Regions from separate parts of the Mus musculus genome. Here all the other regions are linked to region 1. Evidence: chromatin contacts called from public HiChIP or PLAC-seq and promoter capture Hi-C data. All regions are on one chromosome and are shown on one strand. Each heading gives the region's core, a stretch centred on a gene start, on an enhancer-like site or on the middle of the called end of the contact. The rest is flanking DNA. Distances are from core to core; before and after follow the strand shown. Region 1 holds the start of Kirrel (kirre like nephrin family adhesion molecule 1). Region 2 holds the start of Arhgef11 (Rho guanine nucleotide exchange factor (GEF) 11). Region 3 has its middle 16 kb from the start of Etv3l. Region 4 holds the start of Etv3l (ets variant 3-like). Region 5 holds the start of Etv3 (ets variant 3). Region 6 overlaps Gm40085 (predicted gene, 40085). Region 7 overlaps Gm40085 (predicted gene, 40085).

Region 1 (4,043 bases), core at 477-2,976:
ATTGTCTCCTGAGCTAGCGTTACAGACATGCACCACTATACTCGGATTCATTCATTCATTCATTCATTCATTCATTCATTCATTCATTCATTCATTCATTTATAATCTGACTGGTTTTGTGACTGGACCATATCAAGTACCAAAGCAATACCTGTTGAATGATCAGTTGATGAATAAACTAAAAACCCTAACATGTCTGAGTGCATGTGTTTGTATGGATGCTTGTCTCTGTGTGGGGTGGTATTCTTAATCTCTGGATTAGATATCCCTGTCTTAAAATTTTGGTTTTTGTCTATGCTTGCAAATATTTTTAACATAAAGAGAACTCTGAGTCATATTATGCTTTTGAATATGAACTTATGGGTCGTTTGTTAGTTTGGTTGGTTGACTGGTTAGCTGGCTAGTTTTGACTTTGTTTCTGTGCCCTCTAATTGTTCCAGATTGCGTCTGGACCACTCACTCAATCTAACTGTCAAGATTTTTTGAGGAAACTGTGCCCATCTCATATCAGCAGAGGGCACTAGAGCTGTGTGCCTTAGTTCCAAGCCTGAAGATAAAGCTATCTTGGCCAGGAGCTTTTAGGGACTCAGGAGATCTAGAATATGAGAAGGAAGAGGTGGAGGCCTCTCCAGATGGGCGTAATTGCAAAGTTGTGCAATTCCTGTGTTTCTATTATTTCTCCCACACTCAGCAGCCCAGTGAGCAGAAGGATGTATTTAGGGATTGGGAGAGGAGGTGGCTACTACACTGGGTTCTGGACTGGAGAACCCACCCGAATGCACTTCTATTTCGATTCTCCATGTCTTCACCCCAGTGCACCTCAAGTTCCTGAGTGCTTAGAGATCGATCAGTGGCTGCCTTCTGTAGCAAGCCTTCGGGGAGGCACAAGAGAAAGCCACCGAGTTCTTTGGTTTTCCCTCCGGATAGATAAATGTCTGGGGTGAACAAAGGAAGAGTTAACTGCGCCTCTTCATGGCTGCTACGGACTCCAGCGCTGAGGCGGGCCTCAATGTGGCTGGCTGAAGCCCTCAGAAGGGGCTCAAAGACAGTCAAGATTTCTCCAGCCTGAGATTTGTAGGCAAGAAGAGCTTCTCCCTCTCCAACACTCTCGAGTTAATTGAGAATTCTTAATTTAGGCATCTAGGGTTAGATTCTGGGGTTTGGGATTAAAACGAAGAAGAGATCTTAAAGCTTTTACACCCCCATCCCCCAGACGCATAAGAAGCACACCCCTCCTAACACAGTCATCCAAATTGATGAAGGTTCGTCCTCAGTCCTGGCTGCCACCCCATGCCCGGCTCAGTTACACCACTGGGGGTAAAAGTAGGTCTCGCACCAAGCACTGGTGGGCCAGGACCCAGCGGTCCTTGCTCCAGAGCCTGCGACGCCTCGTTCTCCCCACCCCTCCCCACCCCTTGCCTCTGCCCTCAATTCCTTTCTCTTTGCTCTCCTCCCATCTCGGTTCCAGCGAGCGGAGCGAGTGTGTGCGCGCGCGTTGGGGGACCAGGGGAGGGCAGTGGAGGGAGGCGCCGTCGGAGGGAGAGCAGACGTCAGGAAGAGAGGGAGGGAGCCGGGGAGGGAAGAGAGGGAGAGGGAGAGAGAGCGCGCGGCGCGGAGGTTGAGAGAGGCCCCGAGAGATAAAGCCGGAGGGCAGAAATTATTAGGGGGCGCGGGACGAGAGGAGGGGCCAGGGGAGCGAGCCGGCGGCTAGAGAGGCAAGCGAGTGTGCGCCTTGTGTGCAAGGGCGGGAGGGAGGAGAGAGAGCCAGCGGCGGCCCCGCTCGCGCCGACTGGGGCCCAGCGGCGGGCGGACAGCATGCTGAGCCTCCTCATCTGGATCCTCACTCTCTACAACACTTTCTCACAAGGTAAGCCCCAGCCGCGGGCTAGGGAGTCCAGGGAACGGGCGTGGAGTTTCCGGGAGAACACCGAGGAGTTCTTGGTGAAGCGGCCCAACTTGCTTCCTCTGGCTGCGCGGGAGAACAGAGAACTTAGGTCGCAAAAGCCGAGATCCGAGTAGAAAAGGGATCGGAGTGCTCAAAGTCTTTCCTCCAGTTCCTGGCGGTCCTTCCTCCATCCCTCCACTTCCTGGGCCCAGGGCCGGACTACTGGGTCCTGGGCAAGAGAAAGGCTGGGAGGAGATGGGATTTGATTTCAGATTTGGGGGGCGGAGTGCGTGGAAAACACAGACGCAGGCTTCCTAAGATGAGGCTGAGGGATCCTGCTACCCCAATCCAGCCTACAGTCACCTTCATCTGATGTGCGGCTGCATACTGCTTGGGGCTGCCCCTCAAAGGAAGGCTATATTCGGTCCCCCGCCCTGGAGGTTGTGGGTGGGAGATAGAAGTCTAGATACCAGGGTTGTCTGGGTTCAGGGGAAGGGGAGTTGACTGAGCCAGGCACTCACTTCGGGTCAGAAAAGTGCAGGTTTCTGAGGCTCCTTTGGAACTAGCTGGGCAGAGCTGGTAGGAAGAGTGGGAGAGAGATGAGTGCATTCAGGTACACTGGGCTGGATGCACGTGAAGGAACCAAGGGTCCAAACCCCAGCCAGGCCTGGGGTCTGCAGGAAAAGGCTTTTGCCTCCTGAGACTGACTCCAAGGAAGATTTAACACTGTCGAGCCCCTCGCCTGAACTGGAGCACAGAAATCAGACACACAGATAGCTTCCAACAGAGACATGGAGACAGACTACTCACCTAAGGAGACCCCCCCACCACCCACACACACACACACATGGAGACAGACACATACACAAAGACACTGATTGACACCTCTGAAGAAGGAAGATTCCTCTTCTAAGCTGACACACACTTGCCTAGTTATACCCTGGCATCAAACTTAAACTGTACATACATGTTTCCTACATTCAAAGGACATAGCACTCACTCACACAGAATTGCTTCCACACACCCCAGCCATGGAGCAAACAAAGAAACTTGGGGCAGACATTCTTATAGGCAGGCGCCTACAGAGATGTTACAGTCTTCAAAATGGAGGAGGTGGTCTCTCACTGGGGTGGGTGAGTGATCTGGAAAGAGAGAAGCCGCAGAATGGAAAGAGCCCCAGGCATTGGCCAGCTCTCTTCCTCTCCTGAATGGTGTGTGTGTGTGTGTGTGTGTGTGTGTGTGTGTGTGTAGGGGGTGGGGTGCTCCACTGGACCCCCCTCCCCTTTGCTAGCCCTCTCTCCTCCAGCTCGGAAGGCAAAGCTTGGCTTAGCTTAGGGGTCTCAATTCCCTTTCCCTCCCTGGAGCCTCAGGACCCTCTTAGAACATGAGAAGGCGCACATCCGCTGTGTGAGAGCAGGAGTCGAGTTAGGGGGAGGGAGAAAAGAAGGCCTGGTTTCAGGTTGGCCACTTGTCAGAAAGTTGGGAAGATAAGTTAAGTTCTGACTTTGTTCAAGCCAGGTTGCTGGAGAGGGGGAGGGGAAGAGCATGGCCGGTCGAGGGGCAGCTGTGTCAGTTCTGATAGGTGTCAGAAGCAGGCATCTCTCTGCCCCTCTCTTGCAGCCCTCATATTCCAACCAAGTAGAACGAGCTTTAAGAAACAGAAGCTGCAGTTAGCAAACATGAGAGACATGTAGCTTGAATCCCGGCTGACTGGAGGTCAGGGAAAAAAATGCTTGCCGAGTACCTGTCCATCATTGTGGGTGGGTGTGGCTAGGGAAGGCAACCGAATCCCAGCCTACTTGACTCTTATCAGAGGTGAAAGCCAGAACTGCAGAGGGGTGCAGATGTGTGTTTGGGGAGGAAAGCAAAGGGAGAGAGGGGAGTCAGGAGAGCCGCTCGCTCCTCGGCGGAGGGTTGGGGAGGAGACCCTTAGGGGAGAAATGGGGACATGGGGACACTGGCAAGCTGAGGACGAGGCAGGGAGAGTACACAGGGTGGTTGGCTGTGAGCTGGAGGAGGAGGGATGGTAGTGGGAAGTGAGGACGAGGAGAGGTAGTCTGAGGAGCAGCAAAACTGAGAACAGAGAAGAGCCGGGAAGGGGAAATTCAGCCTCGCTGAGAAATAACAGCCGTATTCTAAAGACTTTCGATGGGTTTCA
Region 2 (4,043 bases), core at 691-3,190, 440 kb before region 1:
AACAACTCCTTCCGGCTTCAAGCAAAGGGAAGGCCTGTTTTGCAGAGTCAAGCTTATTGAGAACAGCTTGGAAGATTAAACCTGGAGCATCAATCAGCCTGTTGGTAGGTCTCAATTTAAACTCTCAACTGGAAGAAGAAATCCTAATGTGGCCTAAACATTTCCGAGCTCTATCAACCACTGGTGACACTGGTGACACTGTCCCAACATTTCAGGCAACAGCATCTTCCTCATTTTAAATGGGAACCACCCTACCTACCACTGTGCCCCACCATTCCATAACTATCAGCCTCATGGAGGCTCCCAGCCCTGTCAGCCGTCCCCCGACCCTCCCCAGATAGCTAAAGCTAGTCCCCACTCAGCCCTGTGGGTTCACATGAGCAGGTTTGGTCCAACCTGATCCCTAGGCTAGCAAGCTGGGGGACTCAGAGTGAGCCTTATACCTGGTGTAAGGTAAAAGCCACAGCAAGCATCACCCCCTCCTCTCAGCCTCACTGCTTACTGGTTAGAAAGGACACACAACTATGGGGTACATTTTGAACATGAACACACACCGAGGGTACAGAAACATATATACTGACACACTGACAGTCCTCATAGACCACAGCCTATCTATCCCACAGCCCAGCCAGGCAAACACAACACTTCCCCCCCAGTCATTTTAATAAGTGTTGGAAAAAAAAAATCCTCAATTATTTAAACATACCTGTCTATACTATGGGGCAACCGTATGCTCATGGTTTCTCCGTGTCTCCACAGTTCTGGAATCCTGTAGTTTCTTTGGGCGTCTTGATCAGGCCTGAGTCCCTTGCAATTTTGAAGGAAGGTGAGAGGAAGGCCTCCCAAGTTGAAGACTGAATCCTTGTTTCTTCCAGCTGTCAGGACCCTGGTAACTGCAGTGCTATTCTGCTTCTATCGGTTAACATGGTCTCCTCCTTCCTTCACCCTTAACCTTCCCCTCCCTCGTCTTAAAAAAGAAAATGAAAAGAAAAAAAGAGAGGAAAAACTATGACCTTCTTAGAAACCAAACTGTTAACCACAAATCTCTTCAAGGTTAGCCCTACGGGCTAAAAACTGAACCACAGAAAGAATCTGACTTCAAAATATCAGTCTTAGTTGCAGACAGATAAAAGCCATCCTTTCAATCCAGTTTCCCCAGCTGTCCTTCTGTTGACAGGGAAGCCTTAAGCTCCAAAGGTTGAAAAAAAAAATCTCTGGTTTCCAAATGCTTAAAATGCCAACAGCAGAATTATTCCAGGGAAGGAAAAACAAAAACAAAACAAAACAAAACAAAAAGGCTGAACAAATCCGAAATGGCACTTGGGAGAAAAATCTTCCAGACGATTTGCACAGTTAAAATAAATAAAACCACACAGCAGTATGTACACAACACGGTCCAGTGCAGCCCTGGGAAGCAAAATTTGCGGATTTCTTTTAAAAATCAAAACAAAACAACCATCTTCTTCTACAGTAAAGGTTTTTGAATTCTGAAATGAACCAATTGTGCAGACACACACACAACAATCACAAAACACCTGAAGCGCAATGCTTTCTACCTTCAAAACGGTAGCATTGGCCAAACCCCCAGGAAATCTTAAACCTTCTTTTCCCTTTCGACTTGCAGGTTCCTCCACCTAACCCAGCCTCAGATCGGCCTTTTTCTCAGACAATTTCCTCAGTCAGCTCTGTGTGCTCCAGCACGTCCAGGCTCCGAAAGTCTCTCTCGCCGCAGCGCTCTGGAGCGGTAGTCCCGCTTCCCCCTCGCCCGCCGATCGTGTCCGGCGACCCGCTCCTAGTATTGTTGCGGCTCGGTTAGGGCCAGGGCGCCCTCCACAGCGGCGCGGAGAGCCCGGGCCGCGGCCTCGGCCTCCGTGCCCACCCGCCCGCCAGCCACAGCCTCCCCGCTCGGCCGCTCCCGGCGTCCGCGTCGCGGCCGCTGCGCTTCCGGCCCCGCCCCCGCGCGCGCTCGCTCGCTAAGGCCAAGCCCGCTGCCGCCGGCCGGCTCCGCCCCACCCCCGCTCCGCCCCGCCCCGCCACCGCCCCGCCTCGCCCCGCCTCGCCACAGCCCCGCCACGGCGGACTCCGCTCGCCCGGGCCGGCCGCTGGCTCCTCCTTGGCGCCGCCCGCCCTTTCACAGCCCCGCGCGCCCCCGGTCCGCGCGCTGCGGCCTAGCTGCTCCCGGTGCTGCTGTCCCAGAGACTCGACCTTTGTTTCCGCAGTGTCCGCTGGCCGCGCCTCTGTCTGCGCTCTCGCTGCGGTCCCGTCCTCCTCTGCCCGTTTTCACTCATTTGTCGCGCTCCTTTCCAAGTTACCAGGAACCCTCTTAGCTGTGCCCTCGCCCCTCTGAGCACCCACCGTCTCTCCCCTCGCGGCTGTACTCGATTTAGCTTGGGTATCTTGTATGGCTCTGCCTTTTAATTTCAATGCAAAAGCCTTTGCAGGGCAATGTTATTTCGATGACACACACCCCCTTCGTGAAATCACGGTTTCTAAATCTCTTCAAGTAACTGTCGGAAGTCAGAAGTAAAGATTGAAGTAAAAAGGAGACTTTTCCAGTACAGGTTGATGAATACACTTTGTTATTTTGTGTGTGTGTGTGTGTAATATGTGACTTCCTGGTGAGACCAGACATCTGTTAACATTAGATAGTGCACCAACAGTTTTACTGAAGCCTGTTCTCAACAGCCAGTGGATTTATTGGGGTTACTTCTAGGAGTACAAACCCCTAAAGGCAGAGGCACCAGCAAAAACCCATCTCCGCATGGATGAGGACGGTGGACTACTGACCTCTACCACTAGAGCTATTGGAGTTGATATTGTTTCTATAACCGTGGGGAGCAGCACTGTGACTCTTGAAACAACTTCTTGAAATTTCTGAGTGCTTGCCATCTGAACCTTAACAATTGCTGCGCTCTTCCACAGGTGTGCTTGTGGAGCCCAGAGGACAAGTGTGGGTGGCATTCTTCCTCAAATGCCAAACAACCTCACCCCTTCTCTGGAGCCTGGTCTCTCTCCACAGCCCCAGCTTGCTGAGTAGGCCAAGAATGGCTGGTGAGTAAGTGCCACCCTCTTACCCTTCTCAGCATTGTGAGAGCAAGTTCACAGCCACCCAAACTCAGCCTCTTTATGTGTGTTCTAGGGGGTTGCTGGGTAGCAGTTTCCACTCAGAACCTTCTCTCTTGGAGAGAAATCCTATAAGACATAGGATATGAAAAGGGAAGCGAAACATATTTTTTAGGCAAAATGTTCGAAGGAGAGGTAAAACATGCTATCCCGTGGAGAAGCTCCTTCAGACAGGAAGTACAAACTCAAAACAGCTTCAGAAGGTTCCTGAAACTGACTAGATTCACTAGACCCCTCCCTCCCCAAGCATATGTAATCAATAAGAACGATTTAGAATCATCCTCAGACAATCCAACTTTAAGACCAGCTAAGCAGCCTGGAAGAGGCTCAGAACAACTGAGCTACCTACCTAGAGAGAACACTACAGTATGGTGAGCTGCTGTAGAGTGTGCAGTGTGCTCCAGGTTTCCAGCTTTGGTGGGATGCTCTTTGGGGATGCTACTGTCTTTAAGTCATTTCTGTTCCTATAAGAAAGACCCTACCCACGTTTCTGTAAGCAGCCCTAATAAGACTCATTGGTTCCCCAAATTGGACTGTGGTGGTCTCTATACTGTGTTCTGCTCTTAGTCCCTTTCTGGAGTGGGTAGATACTTGGTTACATCTTCTCAGGAAATGTCTGTCACACAGTAGGGTTGAACTTGTACTTGCCATGCATGTTTTTACTAAGCCTTATCTCCAGATGCTTGTATCTTTGTTTTGAGATAGTGTTTTCACTAAGTATCTCAGGCTGCCCACAATCTCTGAGCAGTCACATATGGGATTTATTAGACTGGTTTACTGGTTGTGGTCCAACAGTAGCTGTCTTACCAATGGAGGGCCAAAATAAGAATCCAGTAGCCATTCAGTCCACAAGGCGGGATGTCTCAGATGGTCTTCACTATATACCAGAATCCTGAAGAAGTAAGCTCTAATGCCAGTGG
Region 3 (4,043 bases), core at 497-2,996, 390 kb before region 1:
GGACAGACTCCAAAATCAAACTTTGAAATTTCGTCCTCTAAATCCCCATCTCTTAGAGGTGTCGATAAAGGGGATGTGGAATGGGAAGCAAAGTCAGCCTCAGATGGACTCAGGCTGACGGGCATTGCCAGGTTCTCAGGGTTCGGCCTCTGCTGTCTGCGTGGACCATGCTGCTGGCTTGCTCCATAGAGTTACAGCCTTGAGGCGCCTGAGAGCTTGCCACGCTTCGAGAATGAGCATCACAGTCCCCATGTGCATGCTAGACTAATGAGTGAAACATGTGGACCTGACGGCAGGTGTCTAAGTTCGAGGGTGGGGACCTCTGTGTTAGAAGCAGGTGTGAGGTTATGTGTGGACCTGGCTGTCACTTCCTTCGTATGGATAATAAAGGGCACAGAGGAAGGAAGGAGTATGACACACTCGTCTTTATAATTAACCTTACCACAGAACGGCAGCTTCGTAATACAATGCCATTATTGCTTAAGCCTCACGCGTACTTTTGCGATACTCTGCCGGCCTTCTCTCGTAATTGTGTGCTGTGGTTTTGGCAGGGGAAAGTGTCATTTTACTGTAATTTTGTATGCACGTGATGAGGCCAGGTGTGATCGGCACACATGTATAACCCGAGCACTCAGGGAGTGGAGTTGGGGGCATCAGGAAGAGTTCAAAACCATTCTTGCCTACCTAGTGAGTCTGAGGCTAGCCTAGGCTACATGAGATCATTCTTGCCTACCTAGTGAGTCTGAGGCTAGCCTAGGCTACATGAGACCATTCTTGCCTACCTAGTGAGTCTGAGGCTAGCCTAGGCTACATGGGACCATTCTTGCCTACCTAGTGAGTCTGAGGCTAGCCTAGGCTACATGAGACTCTATCTCAAAAAAACTAAATCCAGCAGAAATAAACACAGGATAGCCTTATACTTCACAAGAAGCCCACTTCTCACATCTGCCCCCTTCTTCCCAACATGTAACTCCTCATGTTAGTTCTTGTTAATTTTTCTAGACTTTTGGTATATGATGGAGTCCATATGAATTTATGCAGGAATTTCTCTCTTGACATCTAGTACCATCCTCACACTATTTTGTCTACATTTTTCTTTTAAATAATTTTGTTAGATCAATCTGTTATTGATACAGACTGTATCGACTTATCTGTAAATAGGGAATCTTAACTAAAAAAATGTCTTCATAAGATCTGGCTGTAGGGCATTTTCTTAATTAGTGATTGATGGGGGAGGGCACAGCCTATTATAGGTGGGCTGGTGGTCCTTGGTTCTGTAAGAAAGAGGGCTGAGCAAGCCAGTAAGCAGCATCCCTCCATGGCCTCTGCATCAGCCTCTGTCCTCCAGGTTCCTGTCCTGCTTGAATTCCTGCCCTCACGGCCTTTGGTGATGAACTGTTATATGGAAATGTGAATGAAATAAACGACTTCCTCCACAAATTGCTTTTGGTCACGATATTTCATTTAAGCAACAGTAACCAACCCTAAATAGGACACCAGCTAGACAGATAAAGGGAACTCACCCTGCCCTTCGGTAGGCATTATGTACTTACTAGTAAGCCTGTCAAAATCATTGTTAACACCAATTCCAAGCCGTGGAAGCACTCTTGGTGTTCATTCTGTAGTACATAAGTAGACACCTGCGGGATGGGGCTATTTGATTTCTCAATCTGCAGCTGTTGGATCGTCGCTGTCACCAGCCCCAGTGAACTCTGGATGACCCTGCAACCCTTTTCACAAAGGCCAGAGGGGCAGAACTTCCTTTAGTGGCCTGACAGAGGGACTGCTGTGGCTGGTGCGAAAGAGGCAGGGCTGTGATTGGTGCAAACACAAAGCACCATGTGTTACTGACTGTGATTGGTGCCATGGAAAGAGGCAGGGCTGTGATTGGTGCAAACACAATGCACCATGTGTAATTGACTGTGATTGGTGCTATGTAAGCTGGCTGCTCAGCTCTGTGAGCCGCTCAGGGCTGCCTCTGCTGCCTCTCCCTGCACTGTTGCAACATTAGGCTGGCAGAGAAGCTGATGAATTGTACATGAGCAGCCAGGGCGTGGAGATGGTGGAGAGAAGGCAGAGCCTGAGAGAAGGATTAAGACATCCTGACTTTCTAGGACCATGGACCGCCTCTAAAGCAAAGGACCTAGTATTCTATAGTCTATGGGGCGCATCACCTACTGCTGCCTTTCTTTGCTGTCAAATTAGAGCCATACAAAGACTAGTGCTTGAAGAGCCCCCTTTTTACTGCCTGTGCTTTCTGTGCAGGTAGAGGGAATGGGTCTTGGGCTGCTGGTGAGTACACCGGAAGTCTCTGCTCTGTAGTTGGCACGCTGAAGCGGCATGCCTGGGCAGACTGTAAAGAGACTGCTTGGGTCTGCACCCAACCTCTGCCACTTGGCAGGAATCTGCTTGAGCAGGTTTCATCTCTCCGTACTTGTCCTTACCTGCACAGTGGGATGAAAACAGGGACTGCCTCCCGAAGCCCTAGCATTGGTTGGAATGACATATAGGAAGCACTTAGGATGCTGCAGGTCTGGTCTATTGCAAGGAAGAGACACCATGACCAAGTGTACTGGCTGGTTTTGTGTGTCAACTTGACACAGCTGGAGTTATCACAGAGGAAGGAGCCTTAGTTAAGGAAATGCCTCCATGAGATCCAGCTGTAAGGCATTTTCTCAATTGGTGATCAAGGGTGGGAGGGCCCATTGTGGGTGGTGCCATCCCTGGGCTGGGAGTCTTGGGTTCTATAAGCAAGCAAGCTGAGCAAGCCAGGGGAAGCAGCCAGTAAGGAACATCCCTCCATGGCCTCTGCATCAGCTCCTGCTTCCTGACCTGCTTGAGTTCCAGTCCTGACTTCCTTGGTCATGAACAGCAATGTGGAAGTGTACGCTGAATAAAACCCTTTCCTCCCCAACTTGCTTCTTGGTCATGATGTTTGTGCAGGATTAGAAATCCTGACTAAGACACAAAGGCAACTCTTATAAAGTTAAATGTTTATTTAACTGGGGGCTTGTCTGTGGCACAAAGGCAGGCATGGCACTGGGGCAGTAGCTGAGAGCTTTATATCCTGATCCTCTAGTAGAAGGCAGAGAGAGAGAGAGAGAGAGAGAGAGAGAGAGAGAGAGAGAGAGAGAGAGAGAGAGAGAGAGAGAGAGAGAGAGAGAGAGAGAGAGAGAAGACTGGGCCTGGTATGGGATTTTAATTTCTCAAAGTCCACCACAGTGACATACTTCCTCTGACAAGTACACACCTATTCCAATAGGGCCACACCTCCTAACTGCCCCCCTCCTAAGCAATTCATCAGCTGGGGACTAAGCATGCAGATGTATGAGCCTATGGGGAGGGGGGTACTTTCATCCCAACCACCACAGTCAGGCTCATAGCGAGTGGTGCATAAATGTAGTTTTAAACAACATATCCCTTTCTGGAAGTCAGATGAGTGATATGTGCCTGAAGCCATTACAGTGTCATGATTTTTCACCCAGTAATTTTATTCTGTCCCTATCCTTATGACAGCAGTGCATATATAAGCACAGTAGAAATGTATGGCATTTCATGGAATGGTGGCACACATGTGTAATCCCGGCCCTTGTGCAGCAGAAACTGGTGGAATGCTACAAGTTTGAGACTAGCATAGTTCACATTACAAGCTCCTGGCCAGCCTGGGCTACATAGTGAGACTATCTCAATGAATAAAGAAAATCCAAAACCAAGCAAGCAACCAACCAAAGAAACAAATCACAATAAACATTTAATAAATGCCTATTGGATTGTATTTACTGGTCTATATGTGTGTGCATATATACAGATGTTCATATATACGTATATACATGCATATATAGCCATATAAGCGTATGTGTACCTGAAAGATTCATATGACCCAGTGAGATCAATGTGATACCATGACTCAGATGTTTGTGGTGAATCGGTGTAGATAAACGCACTATGTGTGCCAATTGCTGCAAAGTTGCTCATGTGAAGTATAGCAGTACAATGGTATGCAATGCCTACGTTTTGAAAATGATTATAACCAAGGTGTTGCT
Region 4 (4,043 bases), core at 526-3,025, 380 kb before region 1:
CAGATGCTTAGGGGAATGGGCCATGGAGGTGGTTGTCACAGGCTTCAGTCTGGGGCTCTGCCCTCCTCTGATCTTCAGCCTACCTCTTCCCTCCCCCCACCCCTCCCTCTTCCCTCCAGCTTTCCTTCTCACCTGTGGCTTCCTCTTGTCGGGCTGTTTCCTGTGCTCCCTCCTCAGCTCTGTGCGGTCTCTGTTCACCCCTGCTCCCTGTCTGGGTGGCTGGTCTCTCCTGGTCTCAGTCTCACCACCGATCATCCAGCCCTGTTCTGTGTGGCGGGCTTTGCCACTTTTGCCTCTTGCCCGCCCTTTTCTGTCTCCCCCTACCCTGGGCTGCTCCCTTTCCACAACTGCCTCTGGTGCCCACTCTCTTCCCACAGTGCTGGTCTCATTCATCATATTCTTATCCAATGTTCCTTAGGGAAGCCTCCCGAACATCCCACCCCGGCCCTTAGTCTCCCCACCAGGAACAAGAAATCCCGTGCAGCAGGCACTAAGGGGGCAGCAGGGCAAGGCAGGCAGGAGATGAAAGTTCCAGCAAACAGTTGAGCTGGGTGAGCTCATCACTGCCCAGGGCAGGGCGTTAGATCAGCCGGAAAACCCGGCAGCAAGCAGAGGTAGCCCGCAACCCTGCATCCCAGCATCCAAGGCCTCCGTCCATAAAAACCAATCCCGTGTCTACATCTAGCCCAGACCTCCAGGCTAGACCTGAGCCCTTCACTTTCTATCAAGTCTGAAGCTCTCTCAGCTGATTCTGTGCTTGAGTCTCTATGCCCAGGAGGCTCCACTGTCCTTTGACAAAGCCAGAGAGATCAAACCCCCTCCACCCCGACCCTGACCCAGGGCTTGGAGAGAGTTTGAAACTTTCTCTTGGCATCGCACCTGCCTCTCTAGCCTGCATCTGTGCTCACTACCATAAGGGCTCTCATACGTCAGGATTCTTGGCCCTAGTACTTTGGGAAACGGTGTGAGAAAGGAAGAGGGGCAGGTGGATGGAGCAGAACCCTCTTGCCCCACCAGAGGCATGCATCCCTTTAGTTCATCCTGCCAGGCTCAGGAGGAATTCTCTGTCCTGTCTCCACCCACTCCGTGATGCTCCCCAACTCGGCTGCCTCCATCTGCTCCCCAGTCAGCCTCAACAACTGGCCTTTTACCCCCGACCGACCCGACTATCGTCGTCCCCCGAAACCCCCACCCCCACCCCAACCCGTGCCCTGGAGCAATGAGCCTGGGCAGGGGCATGGCTCCTAAGGACCCACAAGGCTAGCAGGATGAGAAGTTGGCTGAGAGCTTGGTTATTTGCTCATCATTCACCCCAGAGTCTTGTCTGTTCCAGATAGTAGATACTGGCCCCACCTTCATAGAAGAACTCCCTGCTACACTGAACCAGTGTCCCTGTGACATCCTCCCACAGATGCCGGAAAGCTCTCTGCCCTGAGCACACAACTCCAGCTCTGTGCCATTCCTCTGGAGAAAGAAAAGCCTCGCCACACCTGTGGGCTTCAGCTCCTTCCGCCCCACTTCCCAACTGTCCCATAACTGGCTCCATATCCGGGTGCACAGAGGAGCCCCCGTCTCAGACCTGCCAGGATGGCTTACCGCTTTGGATCATCAATTCTGCGCGCAGTCTGGTTCCTTCTGACTCGCTCCTTGCCCTTGCTCATCGCGTTAGGGTTACTTAAAATGAGAGCGGGGATCTCCAAGCTCCCAGGGGAGCCAAGGTCGTTTGCAGACAGCACCATTAACCCTTTGAGAGCCAGTGGCACGGCTCGATGCCTTATACAGACACCCCACACATGTGTCCACCTTGCAGCAGAGTAGGGGCTCTTCCTGTGGGGTGGCTGGCTCCTAAAGTACCTGCTAGGGACACTTCCTCCTTTTCAATTCTTCTCAAGGTTACTGACCTGCTGGGACGTCCTGCGAGTTGTCTAGCCATCCATTCTTTCTTGTGTAGCATTCTGTGGAGATCGGAGTTCAGATCTAAAAACTGACCTCATACCTCCCAGACTTAAACGTGACTCCAGCCTTTGCTTGAGATGCGCTCTCACTCACTCACTCACTGACTCACTGACTCACTCACTCACTCACTCACTCACTCACTCACTCACTCACTCACTCACTCACTAGTGCCAGATTGTCACAACCTGTAACTTTCCTTCTTTGGCTAGAATAAAATGATATAGATGAAATATATTTTAAAGTATATTATTTTTTACTTACTCCTTAGTACTGGAGACATGGCTAGGCAAATTCTTCCACCAGTGAGTCCCATCTTCCACATGATAGTTACTCAAGGTCATTTTTCTAAAGATTTAAAGGCACATAATATGTTTACTCTCTTATGGTTCTAGAGATTAAAAAAATTTTTTTAAGACCTTACTAATTTGACTTGAAGTTAGACAACAGGAAGAACTTCCAACTAAAGACTAAGCCAGTTAGGAGACAGTGACTACAGGAGTATCAGACAGCTCAGTGAGGAACAAGATAAGGGCTAGAATTCCCAGGACATCTTGGGGAGGAGATGAGAACTTAGCTGAGATGCCTAAGGAACAGGATCTCAGGTTGATACCTGGGACCAAGCCACCCTGGAGCCTGTCAGGGCTGTGTTCAGCTTTCCAGCCCCAAGCAGGGAGAAGGCTGATGGATGTTGTTGGTATCAGTATGATTTTCCTGTCTTCACTGACTCTGGGAGGCCATGCCCCCACCCCTCAGCATACTGCCTTCTGAGCTGATGGAGATGGGATGGAGGGCACGGAATTACATTCTGGGCTTGTTTTCTGGTTAAATCAACCGAAGCTAGCGTGATGGACAGGTGGGAGAGGGGCTGATTGATGGAAGACAAGAGCTGGGCCTCAGGGAGGGAGGGAGGGTCCTGGTGAAGGCAGGGCTCCGTAGGCCAGAGCCATGCAGGAAGGGTAACCTCGCACAGTGATGGGCAAGAGGAGACACACGGTGAAGGGAAGAGGAGATGTAGTTAGCATCCTGCTGTCTGTCGTAGGTGCTGGGTCTGCAGTGCAGCAGGCTGGCCTGCCCCTTGCTCGCCATCACCCACCTACGCTCATTCACTTAAGAGTTTGAAGCCTGGGCCTCCTGTCCACCATAGACAGGAGGCTGCTCTTCAGGCTCTGTTACTACAGTGCAGAGTCCCTTACAGAACACAAGCTGAGGCCAGGGTGAGAGTTGGGGGGTGGGGAGAGGGGGGCTGGCTGCTTCTTAGTATTTCCATCTCTTCTCCTTTGCTGCTTGGTCACCACCCCAGCATACTTCTTCTCATCTTCCTGGACACCCGACAGGGAAGCCCTCCTTGCTGCCAGCCTCCAGTGTCTCTGTCTTCCTGCTCCATCCATGTCATTATATGTGGACTAGCCAGCCAGGCACTGGGCTTGAAGGTGGTTTCTCAGCTGGCCAGCTGTTTCCTCTACAAGATAAAAGCAAAGTGGGCAGAGTCCTGGGGTAATGGGCCCTGTCACTGAGCAGAACACCAGGAGGCACCCATACCCCTCCTGTATCCACCTACCTACCCAGCTTCTCACACGGCCTCCATACACAGTTAATACATTCATGTTTTTTCAGTTCTAGAAACAGGACCTCATCCTAGCTGAGTATGGCCCTTGCTGGCTCTGAATTCATGACAATGCTCCTGCCTCAGCATCCAGGTGAGATTTCAAGTGTACACTTGAAAATGCCAACTTGGTTGGGGGTTTTAAGATGGTTTAAAATATGTGGAGTGTGGTGATTTATGCCTATAATCCTAGCACTGTGGGAAGCTGAGGCAGGAGGATCACAAGTTCAAGGCTACCTTGGCCTACACAGTGAGTTTTGAGTCCAGCCTGTAGAACTTATCAAGATCTTGTCTCAAAATAAAGAGGAAAGATAATGTTGGGGAGGAGCTGTGTGGGAGAGGGTTTGCCTAGCATACGGAAAGCCCTGGGTTCAATCCTTAGAACCATAGGGAAAAACAAAAACCTCCAAACAAAGTGAGCTAGGTCTGGTGGCCCACACCTGTTATCCCAGCCTTGAGACATGACGGTTAGAGAATCAGGAGG
Region 5 (4,043 bases), core at 1,020-3,519, 350 kb before region 1:
TCAAAGTAGCTAGGAGTTAGGTACAAACATGCCAGTACCCCCACCTCCACATTCCACGGCTCACAGTCTCTAGAGTACTTGGCAAACACACCCTTCCAGTCAGCTAGGCTCAGCACGAAGAGGAGAGGAAAGGATGGAGAAATTACCCATACTTGTGGCAATCACTGATATCTAACACAAGTTGGGCAGCAGTGCCTATATACCCTAATTCGTGACCTTTCCATGTAGATTACCTATTTGACACGATAGGTCAAAAAGGAACAAAGAAGAAAGATAAACTAATGTTTTAGGGACATATGGCAGAAGGCACCTTATCCCCAGACACGAAAACGTGCAGTAAACGTGTGTAGGGTGCGAAAGCTATATGCTTATTCATAGGAAACAGGCCTACAGCCACTCTACCAAGATCTAGACAGCTGTGAGACCTTCGGTCGTGGTCTAGCATTTGTCAACTAAGCCCAAGTAGGGAGAACAGGAAGCACCAAGGGACATTCCAGATCTATCAGCGACGATGACGAACTTCTGCTCACCTCCACCTCCTTCTGGCTTTTCCACGATGCTACAGCCTGCTTTCATTTTCGCCCTCCTGCTGAGAGAGACAAGTCACACTACTATTTTGAGATGTTATGAATTATCTAATTAAGGCTTTTTTGGGGGGGAGGGTCACAGTTCCCCCCCCCCAACATCCTTCTTGTTGCCTTTACTTCGTTTCAAAGCCTTCTTTAACCTTTCAAACATGTCACCTCTAAACTAGTAATCCTCATGTCCTCAAATGATGGTCCTTGGGTCATCCACCTCAAAAGCCATAATTATCTCTCACCTGACCTTAGCCGCAAAGTGTAAACACTGTCCTTAATATCTGCTTTCTTCCTTGTGACCAACCGACCCTCCGACATAAGAGAGGGAAGGGAACAGTGAAAGAAGTCCAAAACGGCAGCAAAAGCAAGCCACACAGTTTGTTTTCTGTTGGTAGACAAGCCCAGATGCCAAGATACACAAGCCTGAATTCACCCAGACACACCAACTTAAGAAGTGGGAGAAAAAAAAAAATCCAAATCCCCTATTCAAAAAGGAACATCCGATCCTACGTATTTCTTGAATTGTGTGAGAAGGACATCTTCCAGTCAGAAACTGGGCTCACCTTCCAACAGTATTCTGAGATACAGAAAGTAAACATGTCCTGTGTACAGCCACTCCATACAAGAAACATGTCACTTTCCTAAAATTTTGTGAAAAAAAATGTTATGCCATCTACTTAACAGGGAAATAAAAAGGGTAAAGTAGGTACTTCAGATCGCCTGGCCGGTGGAGGAAGGCATCTTGCTAGGATCTGAATTCATTCCATGCAGATTTATAGTTCCTCAATAAATTTCCCGTTCCCAGCAGCAGACAGCTTTGTGTCAGTCCTTCAGCGAATAGGAGGAGAGGGTGAAACTGACCGGGAATGACGGAGGAGGAGAGACCTGACTTACTCTCATTACCCTGCAGGGTGGACAGCCCCCGGCACCAACCAGAGCAGGTCTGGAGCAACTGCAGGTGCTTCAGAGGCCCCAGGGTGGGGTGGGACAAATTCCTAATCTTGGAAATTTCATCTAACCTAGAATTCCTCTAGGTGTTCTGCATTTTCGTTGACGACAAATACACTAAGGAGAACAGTAAGTTTCAGTCCATGACAACCCTCGGGATCCAGGAGCTGACAAATGGCTCAAGGAAAGAGGCAACAGACAGACAGTGGCACACACAGGATATACACAAGTAACAAGGCACCAGGGCTGGGCAGAGCTTCCTCTCCCATTTCCGTGATGATGGGGTTGAAGAGACACCGATTTCTCCAAGGCTCTGGGACACTGTCCGGGACTAACTCCTACCCTGCGCTGTCGGATCGCAGGGCCCTTTCCCTGCTCCAGAACACCCTTCAGCCTGGTGTCCGTGGGCTCGCGCTGGCCGACGCCCGAGCCGGGCACCCTCTCCTCGATCCTCCGGCCCCCGATGTGCCCATCCAGCCCCTCGGAGCCCGCAGGCGCGTCTGCAGGTGTTCGCGACTCCCCCAGGGCGCTCGGTCACCCTCCCGGCCTGCGGCGGGGCTCGCCGCTCCCGCTGGTCCGCAGCGGCTTCCACGGCCGCCCTCATCCGCGTCCCTTCCGTCCTGCCCGCGCGGGCCGCGACCGCCGACGCCACCAGTCTCACCTCTCCGGCGCCGTCCGTCTCCACTCGGGCTCCTCCGCGGCAGCTCGGGCTCCTCCTCATCCACCCAGAAGGAAGTGACTCCGCGGCGGCTTTCGTCACTTCCACTCTGGGCCAGGGTGGGAGGGGGCGGTGTCGTGAGCGGCACGGCTTCCGCCCAGAAGGTACCGGTGCCCCTCCGTGGCTCGGAGGCCGCGGGGCTGGAACCCTCTGCAGAAGGAAGGCTCTTCCGCGCTGACAGGAGCACAGGAGCTTCAGAGGCACGTGCGAAGTTGGCCTTGCCTTGCACTGTTCCATTTTTAGTCCTGATCTGCCTCGTCCAAGTGTTACAGCGTGCACGACTTTGCCATTCAAACACCGCTCCCCCCTCCCTTTCCCTTTGCCTTTTGTTCCCGATTAAGCAATTACAATTTTGTCCCAGACAAATTTTGTTCAAGAGTTAGTGATAAGGGATGTGAAATCAGCTTCCGTAATTCCAAATGGTTCCCAGCCCTAGTTTCCCTCCAGAGGCAGTGTTGGGACCAGTAAAGGTTAAGTGGATGAGAGTGAAAAGTGGTGAAAAGTGGGGGAAGGCGAAGATGAGAGGCAGAATTGAAGTCTTCATCGAGTGCACGAGTGCGTAGCAACAACTTTATGCAATCACAACCTTTCCCTCCTGGGAACGACACAGAACATGGAAGTCTTACCATGATTTGTATCAAAGGTTGGCTTCTAGCTTTGGATATGCCTATTAGCACCTCCCTTCCCAGACTGGCCAATGAATTTGTAATTATCTCATGCTGTACTTGTGTGTGTAGGATTATAGGTATATACTACCACAACTGGCCTTCTGGCTTCTACTACTGTTTTGTTTGTTTTGCCAGAGGTCTTGACAATGTATCTCTGACTGCCCTAGAAAGCACTATGTAGAGACCCAGGTTGGCCTCGAACTCACAGAGATCTGCCTGCCTCTGCCTCACACTTGTTGGGATTAAAGATATGTGTCACAATGCAAGACTAATAATTGATAGTTCTTGAGGTCTTGAGATAAGTTCAGTACTCAGTATGGCCTAAGGTTACCTTACCTGCTTAAAAAGGAAGGACTAGTGTTGGTGAGGTCTAGTTTTCCCGCCCCTTCTAGTTTGAAAGTCAGTAAAATGAACAAAATTTAAATACCATTGAGAGGATTAGAAATATGAGCACTCTGAGCATAGAAATTGCTTTATAATGGTTTCCATCTTCTGTCCAGTCTAGAACACCATTTTCTATGTTTGGGTCTACAGAACAAATGCTAGGGTTTAGCCGAATCAGCAGTTCTCGACCTGTGGGTTGACCCCCTTTAGTAAGCCCCTATGTCTAAACCTATTTACATTGCAATTCATAACAGTAGCAAAATTACAGTTATGAAGTAGGAACGGAAATAATTTTATGGTTGGGGTCACCACAACATGAGGAACTGTATTAAAGGGTCACAGCATTAGGAAGGCTGAGAACCACCGAGCGAAATGAACATAACATTTTAGTCCTCTTGCCTTCAACTACTGATGGGCTTTGTTACCTCGGTTAAGTAGTCACTGTCACTTCCTCTTCTGTTTGAATGTAGTATTTTTGGAGTATTCCCGTGGACACCTTTAGATGTTTAGTAGTATCTTATTGCGTAGGAGATTACAATAAGTACTTCCTTGATATTTAATGTGTGAACACCATGTTCTACGACTTAGGACGGAGGATGGCACAGTGTAAATATAGCATATGGTTAGGTGGTGAGAAAATGATCTTGAGACTGATAAGAATCCTCAAAGTCTCACACCATTCATGCAAACCTTAGTCATTGTCAACTCCGAAACCAAGGCGATCAGAATGAGCGGTTTCTTCAGAAA
Region 6 (4,043 bases), core at 894-3,393, 330 kb before region 1:
ACAAACCAAGAGGGAGACATGAAGGATGACCGTGAGCCCGAAAGGTGACTGACTGAGTATGGGTGGGTGACCAATCACAGACATGGGGACTCTGAAGTTAGACGTTCTCAAGCTCAGGTCTGGCTCGGCAGGGAATGGCCTGCAGGACCCTGGTCACCGCCTACCCTGTCAGGGTCTCGTGCTCCCTCAGAATGTCCGTATCTGCCTTTCAGGGGGTGCTTTAAGGTTTAGATATAAGCAAAATGAAATCAGGCATAGACAAGCCAGGTACAGTGTTGAGTTCCAGGCCAATCTGGGCTACACGGGACCCTGAAACCTCGTCTCAAAGAACAAAACGGGGGCTAGAACGATGACTCAGCAGTTGAGAGCATTGTCTGTCCTTTCAGAGGACCCAGGTTCAATTCCCAGCACCCATATGGTCACTTACAGCCACCTGTAACTTCAGTCCCAGGGGATCCAATACCCTCTTCCAGCCTCTGTGGGCACCAAGCATGCATATGTGCACAGACACACGCGAAGCAGACAGAACACCCCACACATAAAGCAAAACAGAGCTAGAGTTAGCTACTACTGCAATGATTCTGACGGCAGAGTTGCCTGGCTGAGGAAGCTCAATCTTGCATCAATTCTGTTGCCAATCCTTCCAGCTGGACCAATTTGGACAACTTACCCTCTCAGGCTTCATTTTCTTCTGAAAGTAGAGATGATAATGCCATCTTCCTGGTAGGAAGTTGGGGTTGCAAGGATTAAATGGCACCTTCCATACGAGGCACCCAGGGCAGGGCTTGGTGTATGAGAGCTAACAGTGCTGGCACTGAAATCTAATCCTCCCGAATCCTACAGGTCACGGGGAGTGGGGGACACTTGTGTGAGACCACTCAGCCGGCAGCCAGAGAGCCAGCCCCGCATTCCCTTCAGAGAGGACAGACAGAAACAGGGCAGACTGCATTGCTTAGCCCCAAATTAGAGCTACGGTTCTCACCGATGAAGCCCTTTGTGCTCCTGGCAAAGTACTTTCGCTGTGCTGTGGTAACCCCCTCCAAGGGCGAGGCTGGTGTCTTACTCATCTCTCCAGAACTGGCACCTGACACCAGCTGACCCCTGGAAGGTGTGGAGACTAGTGGTGAGGCTCTGGGGGCCAAAGGGGCTTGCCATCCGCCTGGACTGGGTACCACAGGTGGTATGGAGGCTTCCAGACTGGCTTTTTCCAGGAGGAAGGGAAGGGAGGATGAAGGTAGGTTTCAGATGGGTTCAGTGTAGGGAGATGGAGCTAGGCTTCTATACTGTGAAAGGAAGTTTCTCAGTCTCTTACCCATGAACTGACTTATGACCCAAGGTCCAGGTGTCTGTCCTGGATTCACTTTGGCCAGGAAGGGCAGTAACTGCCAAGCAGTGGGGAATGGAGCAGAAGACTGCTGGTCTTAGCTGGGCTACAGTCCACTGATGCATCTCAGGAGCATGGGAGAAAGCCTATCACAGCTGCTGTGAAGGTCCAGACCCAAATCTATACAGAAAAGGATAAAGAATAGCCTGTCACATGCACAGGGCCATTCCACAGCCCAGCTACTCTGGAGTGGGGGAGGGGTGGGTGGGTGAGGGGCTTCCATGTAAATGACACTCCCCTCCCCCTACTCCAGGAGGGACCAGCTCCCAGTGTGGGGAACGAGGGTCCCTCATCTCAGCCAGTCTGGATCTTTTTTTCCTCAATAGACATCATTCTCTCCCTGTGTTTCCCAGCCGTCTCCCTCTCCCTCTACTGGCCCTCAGCAGCTCTCAGTGGTCTCCCCTGAGGTGGCTGGCACTGGTCAAATCCTCATAAGAACAAGGAGTGAAGGAGGCCAACTATCTTCATCTTGGGTTTCCTTTCCCTTGGTTCCTGTAATCCCTAGAACCCACATCTCCCAGGGCCCTTCCCTGCCAACCCTCCCTGCCTTCAGGACCTGGCCTCTGGGTGGGGAGGCACAGTTTAGCGTCTGGGATTTCCCCAGCCCGCAGTAGCAGGAAGTCTGAGTTGGGAGAGGGAAAGCCTGACTCTTGGCTGCTGCCCAGGTACTAAGCAAGACCAAAGTTCAGGGGAGAGGCCTGTTTCCCTGGTCAGCTGGGGACACACTCTGACCTCTACTTATCTGGACTTGGGGACTTGGGTCCCTGAGGCTGGAGGGCAAGGCCAAGTTCAGGGGAAGGAAGTGGAGCTAGAGGGCGACAGGAGAGAGAGACTGCTCCACCTTTTGTCTCCCAGGCCTTGCTTTGGTTGGCCCTGGTCCCTGTCCATGCCGTGAGATAGGATGGTTGACTTTCCTGAGTTGAACACTCGTGTCATCCGAAATCCTGGGGCTGGTAAGGAGACACGAGCATTTCATCCTCCGTGCTTACGGAAATCCAGTTGTCCTAGAGAAACTAGGTTTGTGCGCACAGTCCACGTGTGGCCCAATTCTGACCTATCATGGGCAAGAAGGAGGGTGTCTGGAAACTGGTCTTTTTTGGCGCTGTTTCTCCTTAGCGAGGCTGCGTTGGAAGGAATGACCCTATTAATTGGGCGGTTGATCAAGAGCCTCTTCTTCCAGGACTCTTACTTAATCTCTCAGTCTCTGTTCTTACCCATGCCTCACTTAGCTCTCTGGCTCTAAATGAGCCTCTGGGGACCTCCGGCAGCAAACGCAGCAGGGGACGAACAAGAGCCAGCGATAGCCCTTGGGGAGGACGAAGCAGAAAACACTGGTGACAGAGCACATTCCCCGTCCCATCAGCCAGCCATGCCACCCTCTAGGCCACTTACTCTCTAAACCTCTTCTTAGAGGGTAGGCTCTTCCAGCGCCTGTTCTAGAGCAGAGGTAAAAATGATGCAAAGAGGAATAATGACTGTGAGGGAAACCCTGGGTGGACTGGAGTCTGGATCTTTAGAAAAAAGAAGCGGAAGGGTGTTATAGAAGGGAATCCCCGAGCCTCTACCGCCCCCTAGTGGAGTATTCTGCATGCTCAGTCACTAGCCCTGTGATTGGACTGGACTCTGTACAGCCAGCAGGTGGAGGAAGGTGGAGCCACCCAGTGATATGTGTAGGTAACTTACAATCAGAAGATGTGGCCAGAGAATGTCCCGGTTTACTGGCAGTCATCGAAGTGATTCAGTAGTGAGATATACAGTTGTCACTATCGAGTAAGAGGATTCTAAAAGCATTCACACCTCAGTGGACACCTGGGGATTTACCTAGAAATAACCCTAAGGAGGGAGATTAAAATCTCAGAAACACCCAATTTATTCTTCTGGATTGTGAACAAGAACACAGTGTACGAAACTAAAGGTACAGCGTGGCCTCACGGACCACGGTCAAGACAGGCGCAGCCACAGGTTATGCATGCCCTAAACCTTATCACAATAACCGCTTTTTCTCGAGTTTGACCCCTCAGAATGTAACCGTGACAGCTAAGCTTGGTCTGAGTTTGGGTCACACATGGACAATCGTTTCTTTCTTTTTTTTCTCCCTTACTCTCTTCACTCAGTACCACAGGACTCTCTCTCACTGTACTAGGCCTGGCAGAAATGAAGATATTCTAAAATGATACTTGTGTCTCTCGTCTGACTATCCTATCAGATGACTGGAACGAGCGACTCTAAAGAAATGGGAGTTTCCCCAGGTGTCTCATACTGGGACAAACAAAAACCTCAGGTCTTTTGTGGGGGGGAGAAACTTGTCTCCCCCAGAAAGAGATCTCACACAGTTCTAACAAAGTTGTCAGACCATCTTATAAGATGAGACCGAAGTCTGGACAGAATGGATCAGAGATGGGCAGGACCACACCTTGACCTTGCCTGTTTTGATGTTCATATTCTTGACCCGGTACTAAAATTGAAGTTTATTTCAGGACCCAGAAGACAGACTTGAGAAGATTCCTTGGCTCTCTTTGTCCTTCTTTCCAGTGTAGCCACAATGAATACCCCCACCCCTTCTGCTCTTTTAGTTGATGTATTGAGGAGGGTGGCTGGACCTGCCTTGGGGACTCTCAAGTTTGATCACAACACCAGTCTTGTCCTGTTGCTGTGGAGT
Region 7 (4,043 bases), core at 1,118-3,617, 310 kb before region 1:
ATAGCTACGTCAATGGGAGATAACAAACTTGTGTTTTTATTTTATTTTTTACCTTTTTAAACCCTGTGCTCACTCAGCTTGAGACTGCCTCGAGATTTGTAGTTATAAGAGTATGTGTCCCCTGCCAGGTCTATGTGGCTCAATAAAAATTTCAAATTCATGAAGAACTAACTCTTCCTGGACTCCTTCTCTTGGGTGGGAATAGCCCGGATATAAGAGCTCTAATATTTAATATCCTATTTAGGGAATAAGGCTACAAATCCACAACAAGAGAAACCCTGAAGCATGCACAAACTCAGGGGATTAAGCAATGCAGTATTGAATGACAAATGGGTCCATGAAAAAAAAATCAAGAAGGAAATGAAAAAATTCCTATAATCAAATAAAAATAACCTACAATAAACAGAAATTAAAAATTTCCCAACTAAAGAGGGAATTAGGAAAGGAAGAAACATTATTAAACTCTTATAATGAAGTTGGTATTACTCTGCTATCAAAAGATAAAGATTCACCAAAATAAAATTACAGACAGACCAGTTTCCCTGACAATATTAGACAATAATAGATTAGTAAAATACTTGCAACTCAAGTTTAAGAATACATCAGAAAGGCAATTACCACGATGAAGTTGAGTTTATCCCAGAAATTCAGGGATGTTCAGAATATAATAAATCAATAAATATTATAAATTAAATAGACTCATGGACATAAATCACATGGTCAACTTGGTAGAGGCAGAAAAGGCTTGTGACAAGATCTAATATCCCTCGATATTATTTTTATGTCTATTAGCCCTCTATCTGCATGCATACCTGCAGGCCAGAAGGGGGCATCAGATTACAAAGCAGATGGTTGTGAGCCACCATGTGGTTGCTGGGAATTGAACTCGGGACCTCTAGAAGAGCAGTCAGTGCCCTTAACCACTGAGCCATCTCTCTAGCCTTTCTTCAGAGCATTTAATATTTGTTAACATTTACAAAATCAGGATGAAGGGAGAGAGGCAACTAGCTTACAGTGAAGAGGAGGCTGAGGATCCAAGCTCAGGCACTCTAGGCTACAAAAGGGGTGAGGCCCTATGTCTTCTCAAGAGGGAAAGACTGAGGCTGAAGGGGAAAGGGATGGAAACAGATGTCAGACCTGGAGCAGAGAAGTGAGGATTTCACACTGTGGTATCCATGCCTGAAACACAGGAGGTAACACTGTCTTGAAGCTGTGCTGTGAAAGAGGGGTCAGCTAGACTCTGGAGTCTGAGCTGGAGAGGGCTGCACTGGCCTGGGCTTCTCCAGTGAGCAAGGAGAGTTGTTGGTGTACACTTCTCTTCTGGCTCAGGGGCTCCTTTCCAGGTTCATTGCCACTAAGCAGAAGCCTTTTCAGGGCCTGGGTATGTCTTAAATCTATGCATGACATTTTATCACCTGTTCTCCTATAAAATATGAAAAAGTTGGATGAGAGTAACAGTGTGCAGAAAACCTCCTTATCATTCCTGGGTATTGATTCTTCCTCCTCTCTGACACGCTGCCTGGCCCTGGGTGTTGTGTTTCATTAAAAAAAAAAAAAAAAAAAAAAAAGAAAAGAAAAAGAAGTCAGGGATATGTTTGGTAGAGGCACAGTATGGTGCTGGGAAGGGGGTGCCTCTGTGGGCCCATGCTGAGGCATCCCGTCCCCCTGAGAGACCAGTCACACGATGGATATAGTATAGAGTAGAGTTTATTTTAGGGCATGGGGAGGGGAGTTGAGAGAGAGTTGAGAGTTGAGAAGGGAGGGAGGGAGGGTTGGAGGGAGGGAGGGAGAGAGAGAGAGAGAGAGAGAGAGAGAGAGAGAGAGAGAGAGAGAGAGAGAGAGGGAGAGAGAATAGAGGAGTAGAAGAGAAGAAGCCAGCCATAAACATGTGGAGAGATGGGGGAGGGGAATGGGGAGAGAAGGGACAGAGAGGGAAGAGGGTTAGAGAGCAAGAGAGTAAGAGAGCAAGAGAGTGAGGAGGGGGCAAGTAGCCCCTTTTATAATGAGTCAGACATACCTGGCTGTTGCCTGGTAACTGTGGGGCAGAGCCTAGAAGAAATGTTAACACACTGGGAATTATTTCATAATGGTTCTTAGCAAACCCTAAAAACCAGAGGAGGTGACCACCTTCAGGAGAGTATGTATTGTGGAGTAAGACACAGGCTCAAAGGAACAAATGTGACTCTTGTATGTGAGGAGTTTCCAGCTCCCAGTGAAAAGACTCTCAGCCTTCAGATTCAGGAAACTCAATGAAAACCCTCTTTATAAAAGAACAAACAGTTTCTAGAACTAAAAGATCCTATGCAAATATGATGTGGTTGGTTTCGTTTAGCATTCTGTCACTGAACCACATTGTGTGTATGTGTGTGTCTGTGTGTGTGTTGTGAAAGGAGAAATGAAACTATCAGGGGACTGGTGAGAAAGAAGCACTGAGTCAGAGGGTGGGGGTGGGGGAATGAATGCTCAACACACAAGAATGTATTCTTGTATGAAGTTTTCAAAAAGAAAAGAAACAAAATAGTAAGAGCTAATGAGCTGAATGGTAGGAAGGCTTTGACTCGTATTACAAAGAACCCCAGCCAGCAATGAACATCCAGTGAGTTTCATGCAGCTTAGTGGACTGGATAGAGCACATTTGTGAAATAGGGCTGTGGAATGATCAGTGAGCTCTTCAGCGTCATTTAAAATAGGGAGCTTTTGTGACAGAATGGAGACCATTCCATTTCTGGATGCTCTTTAGCAGGTGAAATATATTAAAGGGAATCTATAACAGGCTCTTAGACATTGCTCTTAATGAAAAGCACCAACTCCTCTCTGGGGCCTGTAAGGTGACTCAGAGCTGAGTGAAAGTCTAGCTTTTGGGACTTCAGTTTTTATTGTTCCCCACCCCCGACCCCGTTCCTTCAAACTTTATGCTTAACTGGACAGTTAACTTGGGCATGCTAATTACCGAAGGAACATCTGTCTGAGCAGCCGTGTGATGCATTGCTATAATTCTAGACATGGGAGGCTGAGGCTGGAGAATCACCAGTCAGAAGGCAGGCTTAAAACTGTCTCAAAAATGATAATACTCTCAGTTCTCTTCAAGGCTAAAGAAACAAAGATGTGTGTAATCAAAGAATGCTGCCACACCCTCATCAAGATTCTAAATCTGTGTTCATCTTGTATTCCAGACACATCAGAACCTACAAACAAATCATTCCATCATGAGATAGCCTAAGTAGGAGCAATCATCTCATGGGGAACAAGACTGCTCCCTTAGCAAGAAGGACTTCTTTGGGCCACATGGCTGAATCAGACTGTAGAGAATGAGTAACTGGAACACTCTTGGACCAAGATGGCTTACTTATATGTGCTTCTCATCACTGCCTCAATTCTTCCTCTATTTAATGTTAAAACTCATGCCAGGACCATGAAGGTGGGCTCCAGTGTTTTGTGCCTCTCTAAACAACTGTTTTGATAAAATATTTTCTTGCCTCTCATCTTACTTTTCTTTGCTTTCTTTGGTAAGTGGCTTAACCTGGTACATTGAACAGGAGCCAGCCTCTGGTCTTGAACTATAGTTACATACAATGTTGTCTTCAGGGCATTGGGCTTGGAAAAAAAAAAAGAAAATGGAAGACTAGAGACTCTTGCTTGCACTGTAGCTAACATCTAGGCTTCTATCAAAATTTGTGCTACCTGAAACTGAATAGATCCACTATAAGTCTTTTCCACACTACCCCATTAGGCACCCAGACTTTCCATGTCCTCCTCCAGGCTCTAGCCTGGGTCTCACATTCTGTGCCTTGGCCTACTCTGACTAAACAATCTATACCACAGCCAAGCTCTAGGTTTCTGCTGAAATCTGACCTACCCAAAGCCCCTGTCCCCAGTTCTTTGTTGGGCCAACTCTACAACCTCAAAAGATATCCCATCTTTGTGAAGATGAGGCTTCCCCAAATATCCAGATTTCCCATGTCTTCCTCAAGGGTCTAGCCTAGTGTGTATCCCTGACCTCCCATTTATACCCTTTCCACAGTCCAGAGGATTTCGCCTTGATC

Evidence for each region. Promoter capture Hi-C pulls out the DNA fragments that hold promoters and counts their contacts. HiChIP or PLAC-seq counts read pairs in DNA pulled down with a chosen protein or histone mark.
Region 2: a promoter capture Hi-C map of embryonic stem cells shows a contact between it and region 1, with 2.9 times the contacts expected there. The contact joins the promoter of Arhgef11 here to the promoter of Kirrel in region 1. A contact is called at or near these places in 8 of 39 promoter capture datasets (the 3T3-L1 cell line, 3T3-L1-derived adipocytes, the SN4741 cell line and 5 more), 2 of 484 Hi-C or Micro-C datasets (embryonic stem cells and muscle stem cells), 2 of 115 datasets of contacts at active chromatin or transcription factors (bone marrow-derived macrophages and embryonic forebrain) and 2 of 9 other capture datasets (adipose tissue and liver).
Region 3: a promoter capture Hi-C map of hippocampal neurons shows a contact between it and region 1, with 5 times the contacts expected there. The contact joins the enhancer-like site here to the promoter of Kirrel in region 1. A contact is called at or near these places in 2 of 39 promoter capture datasets (the C10 cell line and hippocampal neurons), 2 of 484 Hi-C or Micro-C datasets (cortical neurons and hematopoietic stem and progenitor cells), 9 of 115 datasets of contacts at active chromatin or transcription factors (embryonic forebrain, embryonic stem cells, forebrain and 4 more) and 2 of 9 other capture datasets (adipose tissue and liver).
Region 4: a contact with region 1 is called in a promoter capture Hi-C map of stem cell-derived epiblast-like cells, with 5 times the contacts expected there. The contact joins the promoter of Etv3l here to the promoter of Kirrel in region 1. A contact is called at or near these places in 11 of 39 promoter capture datasets (the 3T3-L1 cell line, 3T3-L1-derived adipocytes, the C10 cell line and 6 more), 2 of 484 Hi-C or Micro-C datasets (cortical neurons and hematopoietic stem and progenitor cells), 10 of 115 datasets of contacts at active chromatin or transcription factors (embryonic forebrain, embryonic stem cells, forebrain and 3 more) and 1 of 9 other capture datasets (adipose tissue).
Region 5: an H3K4me3 HiChIP or PLAC-seq map of neural tube shows a contact between it and region 1, with 3 times the contacts expected there. The contact joins the promoter of Etv3 here to the promoter of Kirrel in region 1. A contact is called at or near these places in 1 of 484 Hi-C or Micro-C datasets (nephron progenitors), 11 of 115 datasets of contacts at active chromatin or transcription factors (bone marrow-derived macrophages, embryonic forebrain, embryonic stem cells and 5 more) and 1 of 9 other capture datasets (adipose tissue).
Region 6: a promoter capture Hi-C map of 3T3-L1-derived adipocytes shows a contact between it and region 1, with 4 times the contacts expected there. The contact joins the enhancer-like site here to the promoter of Kirrel in region 1. A contact is called at or near these places in 7 of 39 promoter capture datasets (the 3T3-L1 cell line, 3T3-L1-derived adipocytes, cranial neural crest and 3 more), 2 of 15 datasets of contacts at CTCF or cohesin (the NIH/3T3 cell line and large pre-B cells), 21 of 484 Hi-C or Micro-C datasets (adipose-derived mesenchymal stem cells, beige adipocytes, cerebellum and 12 more), 16 of 115 datasets of contacts at active chromatin or transcription factors (the NIH/3T3 cell line, astrocytes, craniofacial prominence and 9 more) and 1 of 9 other capture datasets (embryonic stem cells).
Region 7: a contact with region 1 is called in an H3K4me3 HiChIP or PLAC-seq map of pro-B cells, with 5 times the contacts expected there. The contact joins the enhancer-like site here to the promoter of Kirrel in region 1. A contact is called at or near these places in 2 of 39 promoter capture datasets (cranial neural crest and hippocampal neurons), 2 of 15 datasets of contacts at CTCF or cohesin (the NIH/3T3 cell line and large pre-B cells), 12 of 484 Hi-C or Micro-C datasets (adipose-derived mesenchymal stem cells, beige adipocytes, cerebellum and 7 more) and 6 of 115 datasets of contacts at active chromatin or transcription factors (embryonic forebrain, embryonic hindbrain, embryonic stem cells and 3 more).

What each region holds. Positions count from the first base shown.
Region 1 is chr3:87,172,220-87,176,262 of GRCm38.p6, reverse strand. It overlaps Kirrel (kirre like nephrin family adhesion molecule 1), which reads left to right and starts at 1,726. Exons shown (of 16, transcript NM_001170985.2): 1 at 1,726-1,867.
Region 2 is chr3:87,615,456-87,619,498 of GRCm38.p6, reverse strand. It overlaps Arhgef11 (Rho guanine nucleotide exchange factor (GEF) 11), which reads right to left and starts at 1,940. Exons shown (of 40, transcript NM_001003912.2): 1 at 707-1,940. The coding sequence starts at 738.
Region 3 is chr3:87,564,109-87,568,151 of GRCm38.p6, reverse strand. No RefSeq gene overlaps it. Among named protein-coding and RNA genes, the nearest start is that of Etv3l, 16 kb to the right of the region's middle. Within about 2 kb of position 1,746, at least 226 of the 459 cell types and tissues checked have an H3K27ac peak or open chromatin away from gene starts, as enhancers often do. A contact at or near this core is called in cortical neurons, embryonic forebrain, forebrain and 3 more, where this site is marked.
Region 4 is chr3:87,547,789-87,551,831 of GRCm38.p6, reverse strand. Etv3l (ets variant 3-like) reads right to left here and starts at 1,775. Exons shown (of 6, transcript NM_001370856.1): 1 at 1,597-1,775.
Region 5 is chr3:87,523,804-87,527,846 of GRCm38.p6, reverse strand. Etv3 (ets variant 3) reads right to left here and starts at 2,269. Exons shown (of 5, transcript NM_001083318.2): 1 at 2,188-2,269; 2 at 531-589. The coding sequence starts at 576.
Region 6 is chr3:87,507,326-87,511,368 of GRCm38.p6, reverse strand. All of the region lies in intron 1 of Gm40085 (predicted gene, 40085), which reads left to right. Among named protein-coding and RNA genes, the nearest start is that of Gm40085, 3.3 kb to the left of the region's middle. Within about 2 kb of position 2,143, at least 84 of the 459 cell types and tissues checked have an H3K27ac peak or open chromatin away from gene starts, as enhancers often do. A contact at or near this core is called in 3T3-L1-derived adipocytes, beige adipocytes, pancreatic cancer cells and 1 more, where this site is marked.
Region 7 is chr3:87,486,460-87,490,502 of GRCm38.p6, reverse strand. It overlaps Gm40085 (predicted gene, 40085), which reads left to right. Exons shown (of 2, transcript NR_168327.1): 2 at 3,174-3,482. It also overlaps a transcript of Fcrl5 not described here. Among named protein-coding and RNA genes, the nearest start is that of Gm40085, 24 kb to the left of the region's middle. Within about 2 kb of position 2,367, at least 54 of the 459 cell types and tissues checked have an H3K27ac peak or open chromatin away from gene starts, as enhancers often do. A contact at or near this core is called in beige adipocytes and pro-B cells, where this site is marked.